2 separate regions of the Mus musculus genome follow, and region 2 is linked to region 1. A link is a contact called in public HiChIP or PLAC-seq data. All regions are on one chromosome and are shown on one strand. The core of a region is the stretch at or near the end of the contact, and the rest is flanking DNA. Distances in the headings are between cores, read along the strand shown. Region 1 has its middle 12 kb from the start of 2410004B18Rik. Region 2 overlaps Lpar3 (lysophosphatidic acid receptor 3).

Region 1 (7,172 bases), core at 2,264-4,763:
AGCTGTCAGATGGTTTTTAACTGACTGCCCTTGAGGCCAGTCATGAGGCCTGGATTGCCTTCAAAAGAGCTGGGACTTGTCTACCTTCCAATCAGAGAGGAGTACCAGACATGGGCAAAGAATCACGGGCTCCACCTTATCCACTCAGCTAACACAGCACAGCACATCCAGTTCGTGGTGATGTATATTATACAGTAAGTTTTAGATTTTTGTTTATTTGACTTTTGAATCAGAGATTGGCTTTGAACTGGCTAAGCTAGTTTAAGAAAGACAACCTTGAAGTCCCCATCTCCTTACCCCCATCTCCAAAACACTGGGATTAGAGGCATGCAAGAATACACCTGGCTTTTGTTCATTAATTCGTTGATGGTTTAAGGCATATAATAAAAATTTCCATCAATGTTGTCCATTTAAAGAGTCTTACAGTTGAGGTTTATACGCATGACAAAGGTCAAACCACAGTACCAACACTGATAAAGGAACCGTTGGGACTCTTTTATCAGTTAAGTACTTCTAAACCCACACGGAAGGCAAAGAAAGAGCGGGAACAAAAGGACTTTTGCCTGAACTATCTCCCAGTTGTAAAATAGTTCCTGGGGTTGTCTAACATTTAGAGATAAGAAAACGAGGCCGGGGAGAGCGTAAGCCTTTAGCTGTTAGCCAGGGACAGGATAGACCCCAAGAGTGATATCACAGAGTAGCTGTGACATGCTCTCTAAGTGTCAAAGGAAAATCCACTGCCCCTAATTCTGGAGCCCTGTTCTGTTCCCCTCTACCAAAGGAGTCATTTTCTTATCACTGCCAGGAATGACAAATGGCGTCAAAGCATATGCTGGCCTCTAGACTCTCTCGGTAGAGCAAGTAGCTGTGTGTCTTCCCAGCTCTTCTTATCCTGGCCCCTGTTAAATGTCTCCAGCTTGTGGGCTTCCCTCCCCCAGCTGCTCATTCCCACATAACCTTGGCATTTTGGCTTTGTGCTCTCCTGGTTCTCTCTCTTGTCTTCTCTTGGGCCCCTCTCTCTTGCCCCTCTCTCACTCCCCTCCCCACCGCCCATGGTCCATCCAGTCTGCTGGTCTTACTCAGTGTGCGACATTTTCTCCCACTCTGGACTCTTCCAGATGCCTCTGGCTGTACTCTCTCTCATACCTACAATAAAAACCTTCCCCTTGGGCTGGGCATGGCACACGCCTTTAATCCCAGCCCTCAGGAGGCAGAGGCAGGCAGATTTCTGAGTTCGAGGCCAGCCTGGTCTACAAAGTGACTTCCAGGACAGCCAGGGCTACACAGAGAAACTCTGTCTCAAATAACCAACAAAACAAAGCAAAGCAAAACAAAACAAACAAACCAACCAACCAAACCAAAAAAAAAAAAACCAACCTTCCCCTTAACCATACCTTGGCGAGGTCAAGTCCTCACTTTATACAATAAACAAGCTAGGATCCAAAGCCTAGTGAAGCTCTACAGTAATTGAAGATCCCCCCTCCCCCACCTCCATATCCTCATTTTTTTTGTTTGTTTGTTTTCGAGACAGGGTTTTTCTGTGTAGCCCTGGCTGTCCTGGCGTGCGCCACCACACCCAGCCCATAGCCTCAGTTTAATGCGAATGAACAGTCCGTGTTTTCAGGGCTGATTGGCTTTTCATAGTCATCACTCAGGGACTTCAGTCCCTCTCGGGGACTCAGTCATCTCTCAGCGTGTCTCTGAATCACTTTCCTGGGCTTGTCACCAAAAGGAGGTTAGCACATCCACACTCTAGTCAGCCAGAAAGGGGAGGACACTGAAGGGGGCGGATCTAGGCTCTGGCTTTGAAACCTTAGGGAAAACAGGAGGAGGAAGGACAAAAAGGAGACAGTGCATCGCTTTGTGGTAGGAGAGAGGGGTTGAGAGTAGGGGACTTAATCAGTCGAAAACGTAAAGATGACTCCATCGCTGTGACAGAAGACTGGAGGCAGCTGGCTTATAGAAAAGCACATTTTAGCTCATGGTCCAGGGTTTTCAGCTGGTGGTCACTTGGCCCTGTCCTCTGGGCTTGTGGTGAAGTAGAACATCATGGTGCTAAGTACACGGCGGGGCAAAGTCATTAACTCACGGTGGCTGGGAAGCAAAAGAGAGGAAGGATCTGGACCCCCGGGGGGGGGGGGTCCCTTCAGGACGAATGCCTGTGACATCATTTCCTTCCACAAGGTCCTGCCTTCTAAAGGCACCACCACTTCCTGGTAATGACACAGGCTGGTGACTGAGCCTTTCAACATGTGAGCCCTTGGGGACATTTAACGTACAGTCAGAGGACAGACTGCTGTCTCCTCTCTCTCTGCAACTTCTTTTATCTTAAGTGAACTGAGGAGAAGAGAAACCCAGAGGGCTTGTCAGTGAATGAGCACTTCATGATTGTGTGGTTAAAGGGTGCTGAAAAGGGAGCCATGTTCCCGGCCTGGAAGAGTTAAACAAGCCGAGGGGGTTCAGGGCTGAAGGGGGTGCTGAGGCTGAGGCTGAGGGTCTCAGGTAGGTTGGATTTTCTATTTAGCCAAACAGTCAGGAAAATATTTTCCTAAGCCACATGCAGTGGCTGTAATCCCAGCACTGAGCTAGGATGCTTACTAAGCATTGAGAGGCTGAGGCAGGAGAATTCCTAGTTTGAGGTCAACCTGTGCTACAAAGGAAGTTTGAGGCCGTGATGAGCTACACATTGAGTCCCTGTATTAATAAAAGAGCAAATTTAAACCTATTTCACCTACTTTTATATTGTAATAATTGTGATTTTTAAGTATACACTGCTGTCCTGTAAACCAACATGATAACACTGTAATGGCAGGGAAGCCATTACAAACACACTGCTGTTTCCATTCCGGTCGGGGCAATTAAGGAGGGGCTTTTATCGCGACTTCAGTAACTGGGAGAATTTCATTCATAAGAAAATGTTTCAAAGATAAGGCAAGGGGCGGGTGAAGAAGAAAGCATCATGGGGGTTGGGGGAGGGGTCAGGAGGAAGACTCGTGCGGGTTTTATCTCTGACAGGATGGTGACTTTTGCTGTTTCCTGCCTTCAAGAGTGTTGTAGGATTTTTGTGTTTTCTAGAGACAGTTTCACTCTGTTGCGCATGCTGGCCTGGAACCTGCCCTCTAGCTCAAGCTGGCCTCAGACTCACAGTGCCCCAGCTGCTTCCCATATGAAATGCAAGGCTCTCCTGCGCTCTGCAGATGTCATAAGCCAATTAGGCAGGTGTGACAGATGCGGCCAGCTCGGAGGCGACTGAAATGTGATTCCCTGGCTAGGAGGGAGACTGGGTCCTGTTACTCCTCCTGAGAGATCCTCTCTTGGGCACTGCTTTTTAACCCTCAGACAGACTCTATCAGGAGCTGGGGCTGAGAGATTTCCTCAGCCCTTCAAACCGGGATGAGCAGGTGGCATCCTTCTGTAGGAGCGGGGAGAAGTGCCTGTACTCTCTTCTCGGGGTAGCTCAGGCTGCCTCCAGCAGCAAGGAAAACCCGGATCTAAGGGATGCTCTAGCGCTCCAGGCAGTTGCCAGTTTTTTAGCAGCCTCTAGCTCCACCTAAGGTTTGTCTCTGCTAATTGCCACCCTGTTTTAGTAAAATAAAAGTTGCGGGAGTGGAGGGGAGGGGCCGGTTTACTTGCTTTTTTTTTTTTTTTTTTTTTTTCTTCTGGAGTGTTCTTTTCACTCCAAATTTGTCTTTCCTCCATTTCAGTCATCGATTTCTATTGCCGAAAGCAAAACGACCAGGTTCTCAACGGAAGCACAGACGAGGGCCGCTTTTGAAGCGGTCTAAAAACAGGAGCATGGTTTTTGGGAAGAGCTAAAAGAGGGCCTAGAAGAAACGCCACGTTCTTGGTACAAAGAGGTAGTTTGTGGTAGGAAGCTTAACATTTAGAATTTCAAGGTGCACAGAAACATTGAAAGCGGTTATTCAAATGTAGCCTCACGAAGTTAGCTGAAGCTGGGCATAGTGGCTCATATAACCCTCAAATGGAAGAGGTGGAGGCAGGGGGATCAGGAGTTTAAGGTCATCCTCCACCAGGTACTTAGAAGACTACCTGAGCTCCATGAGACTAAGCTCGAGGTCCCGCCAACCCCCAACAGGAGAAGAAGTTAGGAGCACAAATTCAAGCCAATCAAAGAACTCTAAGCGTTTATGATTTCATGTTGAAAACTTAAAAAAGGCAAATTCATGATCAACACTCTTACCAAAGACTTAAAATGCCCACTATAGTGTTATTTATTGTGGTAAATTTTTTTGAGAAGCTTTATTGTCTGGTAACTAAATGATAAATTATGATACAATGAACTTGAATACTTGTAAATAGTTTTAAAACCATTTTGTGTGTGTGTACATGCATGTGTGTGCGCATACGTGCCCTAATCTATATATGTGCACCATAATCATGCAGGTGCCCTCAAAGTCCAGAGAAGGTGCTAGAGTCCCTGGAACAGATGGTTGTGAGCCATTCAATATTGGTGGTGGGACCAGAACCTAGGCCGTCTGCAAGAGCAGCAAGTGCTCTTAACGGCTGAGCCATCTCTCTAGCACCCCAAAAATAGATTTTTGAAAAATCCTTGCAGGACTGAAAAGGTTAAATGTTAAATAAAAGAATATTGATCTTGTCTAGCATATCTATGTACCTGATATATGTAGAAAATTAAGAGAATAGTAGATTTTCTGCCTATAGTTGCTTCCTGTTTCTTTTCTTTTCTTTTCTTTTTTGGTTTTTCGAAACAGGGTCCTGTGTCTATTTTTAGAACATCTACAGTGATCAATTATCATTTTTCATTATCAGGAAAACTTTTGTGACTATTAATATTACAATGTTATATCTAACATTGATATAATGAGAATTAATTGAAGCAACTGGACTTAGGAATAATAAGGTGTATTTTGGGTGTAAATGTTCTGGTTTTTGAAAAGACTAAATATATTTGTAGGAAAACAATAACAGCAAACCCCAAACACAAGCATGTAGACTTTGTGTGTGTGCTTCTGTGGCACACAGGCTGTTTCCCTAGCTTGAGACATTTCTGTGAGACCACTGATACACATTCTCTCTCACTACTCACCAAATTCCCACAATTCCCATTGGAAAATGAGTTGAAATCCTGAAAATAACAAGAAAATCTGAATGCTCCATAAGCCACTCTCTTCAGTGCCAGCTTGTATGCTCTGAAATCAACTCCCAGGGCAAGCAGATGAAGTGAGGAGCTGGGCCTTAGCTCCCTGGCCAGGGTGGCACGAGATCGCCTTTCTAGGGTTACAGTGCAAACATAAGTGGAAAAAGAGCAGAAAAGCCAGGTAGCTTATAACCAGCCAGAACCCACTGGGCGAATTCAGCACCCTCTAAGACAGTTTAAAATACACAAAAATACAGTTTATCTAGAAAAAGCCATTTACCACGGAATTATTTAAGTTAGCATCTCTGGTTGGCTCCAGAGGACCTGGAAATCTATTTCTTTCTCTCTTTTTAAAGATTTATTGATTTTATGCTGTGTGTACACCATCACTATCTTCAGACAGATCAGAAGAGGGCATCCGATCCCATTACAGATGGTTGAGAGCCACCATGTGGTTGCTGGGACTTGAACTCAGGACCTCTGGGAAACAATCAGTGTTCTTAACCTCTCAGCCATCTCTCCAGCCCTGAAATCTATTTTCAAACACACCAAAATCCTTTCCCATCCTGAAGCAGCTAGTCTGGGAGCCCGTTGGTGTGTAGTAGTGAACTCCAAGCTGTAGTTCAGAGTTCAGCCACTTATCTTTGGGGTTCAGACAGCCTGGAAACCCACAGTAAGCCCCTCTTCTGGGTGGCAGCCAGGCACGGGAAGGGAGCTTGAAAACGCAAAAGCACAAATACAAGGGCTTATTATTTTCTTTCCCAACTATGGAGCATTCAGGAAAAATTAACCCTCTCATTTGTTAACCTCAATGACAGGCTTCAACTGATCTGTAGCCTCAGACGGCACAGATAATTGCACTAATTAGTTTGTTAATGGAGGGACAGCAGGGCAGGGAGCTTCGGGGAACTCAAGTAATTAAGCTGAATTGAAGGATGAGGAGGAAGAGGGAGGAGTGGGAAGGAGGGAGGAGTGAGAGAAGTATGCAGAGAGGAGGAGCTGGAGGAGAAGGGGAGGAGGGATAAAAGCAATCAGGAGGAGGAAGGAGAGGGTAGGGTGAGCTGTCTTACAAACTTGACATGCAGGCTCCAGATGTATGGAAGAAATTCTATGGCAGGGCTCTTGGGCCACATTTCTTTTCTTTTCTTTTCTTTTCTTTTCTTTTCTTTTCTTTTCTTTTCTTTTCTTTTTCTTTCAGTTTTTCAAGACAGGGTTTCTCTGTGTAGCCCTGGCTGTCCTGGAACTCACTCTGTAGACCAGGCTGTCCTTGAACTCAGAGATCCACCTGCCTCTGACTTCAGAGTGCTGGGATTGAAGGTGTGTGCCACCACCGCCCCGGCTTGGACCACTTCATTCTTGTTAGTGTTAGGCCTCAAGGCTAAACGTGATGAGGAATGATGGGAACTTCCTGTGGGTAGTAAGAAAGCCACAGGGCACAGGGGTGTGTGTGTGTGTCTGTGTCTCTCTCTGTGTGTGTGTCTGTGTGTGTCTGTGTGTGTGTGTCTGTGTGTCTCTGTGTGTGTGTCTGTGTGTGTGTGAGTGTGTGTGTGTGGTGTGTGTGTGTGTGTGTGTGTGTGTGTGTGTGTGTTTGTATCTTGAAAGTGAAAAATAGGAAAAAAGCAACCAGGGGTTTAAAATTTCCCAAGTACTGACACCCTAGAGTTACTCCCACATCGGCTTGCTTGTCCTTTGCTGCCAGTCACTTCCTCACTTGGAAGTGATTGTTTAGTTATCCCATGGCACTTTCCTGTGGAGTGGAGTTCTAAATTTAAAACAGGAATCCAAAACTGCAAGGCTTGCCACAGCGGGTTGCTAGGATGGGAGTCTCCTTTAGGAGTAGAGGGAGGTAATTGGGCCAGGAGAATAGCTCTCTTTCTTCAATGGTACACATGGCATCAACTCCTCTGTTCCTTTCCCTTTTTCAGGAAATGGTAAACAGGCAAAGAGGGAGTTCCAGACCCCGTGGAGCAGAGCACTACAGACCTGCAGGAAGTGGCATTCCAAGTCTGGCTTCTAAGCCTGTCATTTCATGAGCCTAAAAAAGCAAAGCAAT
Region 2 (7,172 bases), core at 3,369-5,868, 300 kb before region 1:
ACAAAAACCTCTCCTCAACCATGAAGACTAAAACAAGAAGAACATAGGCCCTGACACAACACGCTTTATTAGAGGAAACCTAGGGAGTATTGAGTTCACCAACCTGTGAAAGGCCTGGGAGCGTCTGAAATTGTTGTTACCACAGCGCTATTGTTGCATACGGAATGTATATAAATGCAGGCACTGGAGAACACGCTCAGCCAGTTCACACACCACACCCCAAAGAGTTACTCCCACTAAAGCCAGGGAGCCTGTGTCTAAATGGCACCGTGAGTTCCAGCTCGGCAGTTCATTTTACTCTGGTATTAACAGTTCAATAAAATTCCAAAGACATGTGCGTCCATGGGACACAGACAATGATGGTGGTGAAGTAGGCTGGATATGATTGAAATACATCATGGGAGTACAAAAATGTCACAGCAGAACCTTATTATGTGCCACTAAAAATGCTAATAAAACAGAAATTATAGGAGGTCTCTAACATTGCCAAGGAGACTCCCCAAAGTGTCCTAAGAATTAGCTAAGGTGTCTTAAAGATGCCCCTGCCACCGGGGTCACGCTCTCTTAGTAAAGATTACAAATGCCCAGCCTCATTTGCATTTCCTCAACCACTCCAGTCCCCACCGAGGGTCACGGAAGCGCACAGAACTGCACAACCGGACTTTTTTTTTTTTTTTTAATGCTGTGGTGGTTGCTCCCTCTCCCAATTCAAACATCCAGGATGTGGTGACATGCCATTTAAAGCTAGTAAAGTCTGCCACTGGGTTAATTTTGGAAGGCCTTTCTTGCCTCTGGTTTACAAAGTTATCTCTGCTTTTATGACTTTCTCCATTCTCTCAGATGTTTGCAGGCTGTCTCCCTTCACACAGCCTCAGGAGTGCAGTAATACAGGATGTATGGGTTGCGGGTCAGTGGATGACGTCATCGAGGAGTCCCCCGGGACTTACAGCTTGAGTAATGCTGCTTTCTCCTCCAGACCACACCATTAAACTGCACTCATCACCTGCACAAGGGTTGTTTGTGTTGGTGCAGAAGAGACTGGGTACAAATTCACACTGGCTAATTTCAGCCTAACACAGCCATTTATTCCTAATAACTAAAAGAGTGAGACAATGACAAAATATTATAAAAAATTAATAACAGGCGAAAGCAATATATTTTAAAGTGAAAGCCACTTCAATCAGCTATTTGGAAAATTGTGTGTGGGTGCCTTGTAGTTTATTCTTCTAGAGATCAGGGCTGGAGGGTATTCCTTGGGGTTCTACAAGAATGGATCTCTAGGGAGGAGGGGACTTCGCTTTCTCTGTTTCTAAACCACTATTTTGTTAGTGTGCTTTCACACATGTGTGGGTGCCTATGTATACATTTTGTGTGTGTGTGTGTGTGTGTGTGTGTGTGTGTGTGTGTGTGTGCATGCAGGAAATGACACAGAACTCATGCATAAGCTAAAAATGCCTCTTGAGACAAAGGCCACACTACCTCCTAAAGCGACATTTCTACAGGGAATTGTCTATCTTGAATAACTCTCCAAACCCAAACCCATCAGAGCCCACCAGCATGCACAGGAAGTAAGTCACCTATTGATCAGGAGAGACCTGATGACCCACAGGCCTCAGTTGGGCATCGGCCTAAGCCAGCCAGCATCACTAATCAAGTTTTTCACAGCAAGTTGACTATTACCCCAAGATCTCTGGGGCTGGGACTGTCCTGACCCCTTTCTGGGACTCACTGGCTCTCTAGAGGAAGGAGCCACTCTTCCTGACCCTGACCGTTGACCCCTGAGTGCACCTAAGCCAGTGCCACATAGGAAGCAGCATTGCTGTCCTCTGCTTTCTGAAGCACATTCGAGGGCCCACACTCTCCTGCCATACCATCTCTGGGCTACAGTTTCATGCTGTGCTCTCTGTAGACTTCCCTGCATCGCTTTGAACAGCAGCCTAAGCCTTGAGATGTCTGCCCAGTCAGCCACCTCACCTTCACTGGATCAAACACAGTCTACTCCCAAGCGTAGCCTTTCCAGAGCTTACACACAGCCACAGCAGGGGGAGCCAACAGTGTCCACCTGGGTGTGCACAGCCTCTTTTTGATGAACTCCCACCACCACCACCACCAAATGAGTGCAGGCCTTGCTATTACCTCCTGACCTTTCCTGGTCTTCCATGTTAGATGCCCTAGCTGCCCAGGAAGTCAGTTTCCCCTCCGTGTCTACGCACCCATCTTGAGAAAATGGTCAGGGAACTCTCCAGGAAACTCAATCGAGCCCAGAGACACTGGTGGACTTTTATCAACTATGAGAAGTAAATATATGTTATGATCTTAGCATCCAACTTTTCTTCATGAAAGGGTGTCATGGTCTACTCTTCCCCAAACTGCTATATTCAGGAGATCTAGAATATTCGATATGCTCTCAAGGACTGTACAAGAACGAGGTCTCTCTCACACAATACTCAAGTGTAGCCTACTCCCCTGGTGTTGTTACTACAGCTATTAGACCCTGGCCTATTAAGTTTCTCATTTGTATTCATTCCACAATATACTGATGAGACTCTCACTTAAAGCTTCTACTTTTTTGAGATGATAAGATGATCACTGCCTTCCTCCCTTTCTGCCTTCCAAACTCTCTTTGTTTGCCTTCAGATTTGTGGCCTCTTTTTTTTTCCCATTCATTGTTGTTACATCGTTTCAGAGGCCATCTTTGCTCAAGTACCCTGGTTCCTCCATGTTCTCTGAACCTCTAGACCTTGTTAGTTCGGTCTCTGCATCATCTAACACAGCTGTTTGTCCTAAAACTCTGAGCTTTTTGAAGCTGGTACAAGTCTCCATGCCTCCGGAGTCCATTCTGAGGCGTTTGTGGGATCCACAGAGCCATATCTTAAAGAAGCTCTCAGTTCGGCACCCCTCCCTTCTCTGTCATCTCTCAGTTCTCACCAAGGCAGCCTAGGGGGCTCTCTCAGGCGGCAGTGAACCCTCCTCTCTTGTCTCCCATGTCTGAATCTGCAGTAATGCCATAAAACCTCAACTTAAGCACTTAAGACTATCCTTGCTGCAACCCAAAGCTTGCTGATTTCATGACAGAAGTTTAGAACCCGATGGTTGGTTTCTGGCACTGTTCTGGGGACAAACTGAGAGACCTAGGAGCCTCTGTGTGATCCCATGATCGGCCTTAAAGCACAGAGATATTTCTTTCCCTTTCGAGTCAATGCACACGGGCAAAGGCGCAGGCAGTACTCCACAAATGAACACTGATTGTCTTAGACCCTCCCTGTTCTCTGACAGTCCATCAGCCATCAGTCCATCAGTCCATCAGCCCATCAGCCCATCAGCCCATCAGCCCATCAGCCCATCAGCCCATCAGCCCATCAGCCATCAGTCCATCAGCCATCAGTCCATCAGCCATCAGTCCATCAGCCCATCAGCCATCAGCCCATCAGCCATCAGCCATCAGCCATCAGCCCATCAGCCCATCAGCCCATCAGCCATCAGCCATCAGCCCATCAGCCATCAGTCCATCAGTCCATCAGTCCATCAGTCCATCAGTCCATTCTACCAAAAAGATATCATCATCTTCTGAGCAATGTCCAGACCCAAAGAGTTGCAGCTCAGGGCTGGGGTCACCTCAAACCCGCACTATTCAGCCGAGTCTCAGCAGAAAGCACTCCTTGGGGACTGGGAAGATGACTCATTTCAGAAAAGTGCTTTCCATGTAAGCACAGGGACCTGAGTTCAATTCCCAGAACCCACATAAAAATCCACCTACCCTGGCATGAAAGCCCTGGGTGGACAGAGACAGCTAGAGCCTTGCCTGATCAGTGAATCCCTGGGAAAAGTCAGAGACTTGATCTCAAAACACAAAAGCCCCACCAAGATGGATGGCTTCTGAGAAATGACACCTGAGGTTGATCTTTGACCTCCATAGAGATGTACACAAGTGTACACGTAAAACCACACAAACATGAATACACACACACACACACACACACATACACAAACCTAGGAAGGAAAGAAGGAAGGGAGGGGAAGAGGGAGGGAGGGAGGGAGGGAGGGAGGGAGGGAAGAAGGAAGGGAGGGAGGGAGGGAAGGAGGGAGGGAGGGAGGGAGGGAGGAAGGAATGAAAGAAGGAAAGAAGGAAGGGAAGGAGGGAGGGAGGGAGGGAGGGGGAGAAAGAAAGGAAAGGAGGAAGGGAGGGAGGAAGGAAGAAAGGGAAGAAGAAGGAATTCAGTAAGGAAGGGAGGGAAGCAGGCAGGCAGATGTAAGCAGTCTCACAATCCCAGAAGAACAGCCTGCTTACCCTCACAAACAAACCCAGCACAGTGGCTCTGAAGCTCAGATTTTGCAAGGACACCAGGCTACACTGTAGGAAGCCCTAGGAACAAGGAGCCCAAGGCATTTCTCTCCTGCGGAGGGAGACCCTGACCCTGCAAGGGAGGAACTGCTCCAGCTGGACACAAAGTTCTGAACTTTGGTCCAAGGCTCATGTGTGGGGCTCTTAAAGGCAAACTCAGTCATAAGGGGAGCTGATCAGAACTTTTCCTTAGCCTTGTCTTGGACCCAGGAGGCAAGCTGAGAACAAAACAGGAAGGATCTGCCCTGACTCCTTGGTGATTCCAGCTTGGAAATGCCAGGAATGTGGGAAGGGAATCCCAGGAACTCCTCTGAGCTGTCAGGATCACATGGGGAGTTCCCAGCCCCACCGCACCACTGTCTTGCTGTCAGTGTTCCGGCTTGAAGACAAGGAAAAAGATATCACCCTGAGAAAAGAAAGGACTACAAAATCAAGGAGATTAAACACTAGCCAGCACACACAGCAAGAACACTGAATGAGCTCTAAGTCTCCTGGCTCCTGGTAGGGTTAGCCCTGTCTACCTAAGGTTCAGAGATCAGTCTCATGGCCAGGCCACCAAGGGCTGGTCACTAGGACCAATGCTTTAAAGGGTTTAACATTTGCCGTAAAGCACTCTTGTGGTTTCCTTAATATCTTCAGTTTCTATCTTGACTTGTTCTTCATAAGGGGGCAGTGTGGCATGGGAGTGAACTAAGGAAGCAGGGAAAGAAAAGAAATGGCTTCATGCTTTCTAGAACATCCTCTGGGCTTCCTCTTCCCCTGATGTAACCCCTGTCCACAGGACAAGCTGTCCTGAGGAGGGGACCGCGTGATCCAGGACACAGAGCCCTGGAGATCCTTCAACCTCCAGGCACAACTCTAACAAAAATATTTCCTTTCGTGCCTTATGGTCAGTGAGAAAGGTCAGATCCTGTTCTAGACGTTAAGTCCTTCCACGGAGACAGAGATGAATCCTGACTGAGAAGCAGAAAGGAAAGCCATTCTGTCATGGCATTAGCATGACAGGTCTCCAGTGACACAAGCCAGACCCCACAGCATTGGGCCTGGGGCTGAGGAAAGGACTCGTGCAGAAGAACCTCAAAAGAGCGTCCACTGGCTCGTCAGGCACACTCTAGGCCCAGAAGGTAGGCACTGGGCTTGCACAATCTGACGGGGCACAGATCGGGACAGAGGGGGTGGACTTCAAACGGATGCTTCTTGGCCCTTTTGGCTTGTGACCTAGGACAGTTTTCCACCTCTTTCTTGTTTTGTTTTTGTTTTTGTTTTTGTTTTTCGAGATAGGGTTTCTCTGTATAGCCCTGGCTGTCCTGGAACTCACTTTGTAGACCTGGCTGGCCTTGAACTCAGAAATCTGCCTGCCTCTGCCTCCCAAGTGCTGGGAATAAAGGCATGTGCCACCACCGCCCAGCTTTCCACCTCTTTCAAACTGTGTCTTCATTCTCAAATTGGAGGCAGCGACGTGTTCTCTCCAGGGCTGTACAAGATCTGTGCAGTGTGGTACTCATTTAAATAAAGTTCTGTGTTCTGTCTGTTTGTTGTTTGCTTTGCACCGAGTTGGTATTAGGAGTAAAACAGTCGGGGCTGAAAGAGGCTCGATGGGTAAAGAATTTGCTGCATTTAGCATGAGGACCTGAGTTCAAATCCCCAGAAACGATGTAAAGCCATACATAGTAGTAGCACGTATCTATTATTAGTGCAGAGCTCCTATGGTGAGATGGAAGCAGAGAAGGGGATCTGCGTGTCACTGCATAGCATATGGTCTGCCAGGAGAGCCGCAGGAGATGCCCTCTCTACATCATCACACCCCACTCAGGCCCAGCTCCCACTACCTGCCTGATCTCTGCTGCACATGGGCAAGTAACACATCAGCTGAGGATGCAAGACCTTCTGTGCTCTGGCTGCAGGACGCCTTACAGACAGAACACCACTACTGTTTAGAACATTATTCTGTAAACAGTCTGCCCAGCTCCCTTCCCACCCACAGCCCTGGCGTGGCTTCTTAGCCGAGTGCGTATCTATACGCCTGTCTTCTCCCAGTGCGAACTGACTTATATCCCACTTCTGTCAGGAGCCATCCATGTCTGCAGTATTCTTCTGCTTGGGGCCTTTTGCTTGGCCCTTTGGTTCATCTTTTTTAGTTATGTTTTCTGGGCCAGCATCACGTTTCCTCAGATAAACTCATCATTTGGGGTTCCTGTGAGTCAGGCATGGGATAGCCCCACAGAATAGCTCTGACTTAACGTGACCTCTCATATGACACACTGTTGAGTCATAAGCCTCCGTCCTCCCCTGACAACCATAAAACATTAGCACAAGGCACACACAGAGTGTCCTTGGGGGAGAGGCCGGGTCTTCAGAGGCGGTCGATAAATGTTTAGAATATGAAGATGCATACTGAACTCTTCTTCTTTTTGAGAAAAGTTACAGGGGAAAAAGATAAAAGGCCCACAATTATTTGGCAAGCCCTATTACTAGACTCCTGTGCATCCATGTTACTTGGCCTCCGAGACAGGTAACTTGCTTCAAGATATGAGGTTGGGACCTGCTGTAGCAAGAAGGAACCAGGAAGCCCTGAGCTCTGACCACAATACTTATTTACAATGATTTACAAGGTGGAATTTAAGCTGGCATGATTAAAAGTTATAGATTCTTTAAAGCCATAGGAATTTTTTTCTGACACATTATAGAGCTCACAGAAACAGTATGGAAATCAAGGAAAAAAGGTGGGAGCAGGAAGAGGGTTCACTTGAGATGTCCCTAGTTATTACTTCTTGGTTCTCCTGTCCTTTATTTGAGACATCTTGGTCTCTCAATCTGTGATGGGCTGTGA

What was found. HiChIP or PLAC-seq counts read pairs in DNA pulled down with a chosen protein or histone mark.
Region 2: an H3K27ac HiChIP or PLAC-seq map of trophoblast stem cells shows a contact between it and region 1, with 10 read pairs. The contact joins two enhancer-like sites. A contact is called at or near these places in 1 of 39 promoter capture datasets (hippocampal neurons), 1 of 484 Hi-C or Micro-C datasets (large pre-B cells) and 2 of 115 datasets of contacts at active chromatin or transcription factors (the 230-238 cell line and trophoblast stem cells).

The regions. Positions count from the first base shown.
Region 1 is chr3:145,946,557-145,953,728 of GRCm38.p6, reverse strand. No RefSeq gene overlaps it. Among named protein-coding and RNA genes, the nearest start is that of 2410004B18Rik, 12 kb to the right of the region's middle. Within about 2 kb of position 3,513, at least 183 of the 459 cell types and tissues checked have an H3K27ac peak or open chromatin away from gene starts, as enhancers often do. A contact at or near this core is called in trophoblast stem cells, where this site is marked.
Region 2 is chr3:146,251,392-146,258,563 of GRCm38.p6, reverse strand. All of the region lies in intron 2 of Lpar3 (lysophosphatidic acid receptor 3), which reads right to left. Among named protein-coding and RNA genes, the nearest start is that of Lpar3, 34 kb to the right of the region's middle. Within about 2 kb of position 4,618, at least 42 of the 459 cell types and tissues checked have an H3K27ac peak or open chromatin away from gene starts, as enhancers often do. A contact at or near this core is called in trophoblast stem cells, where this site is marked.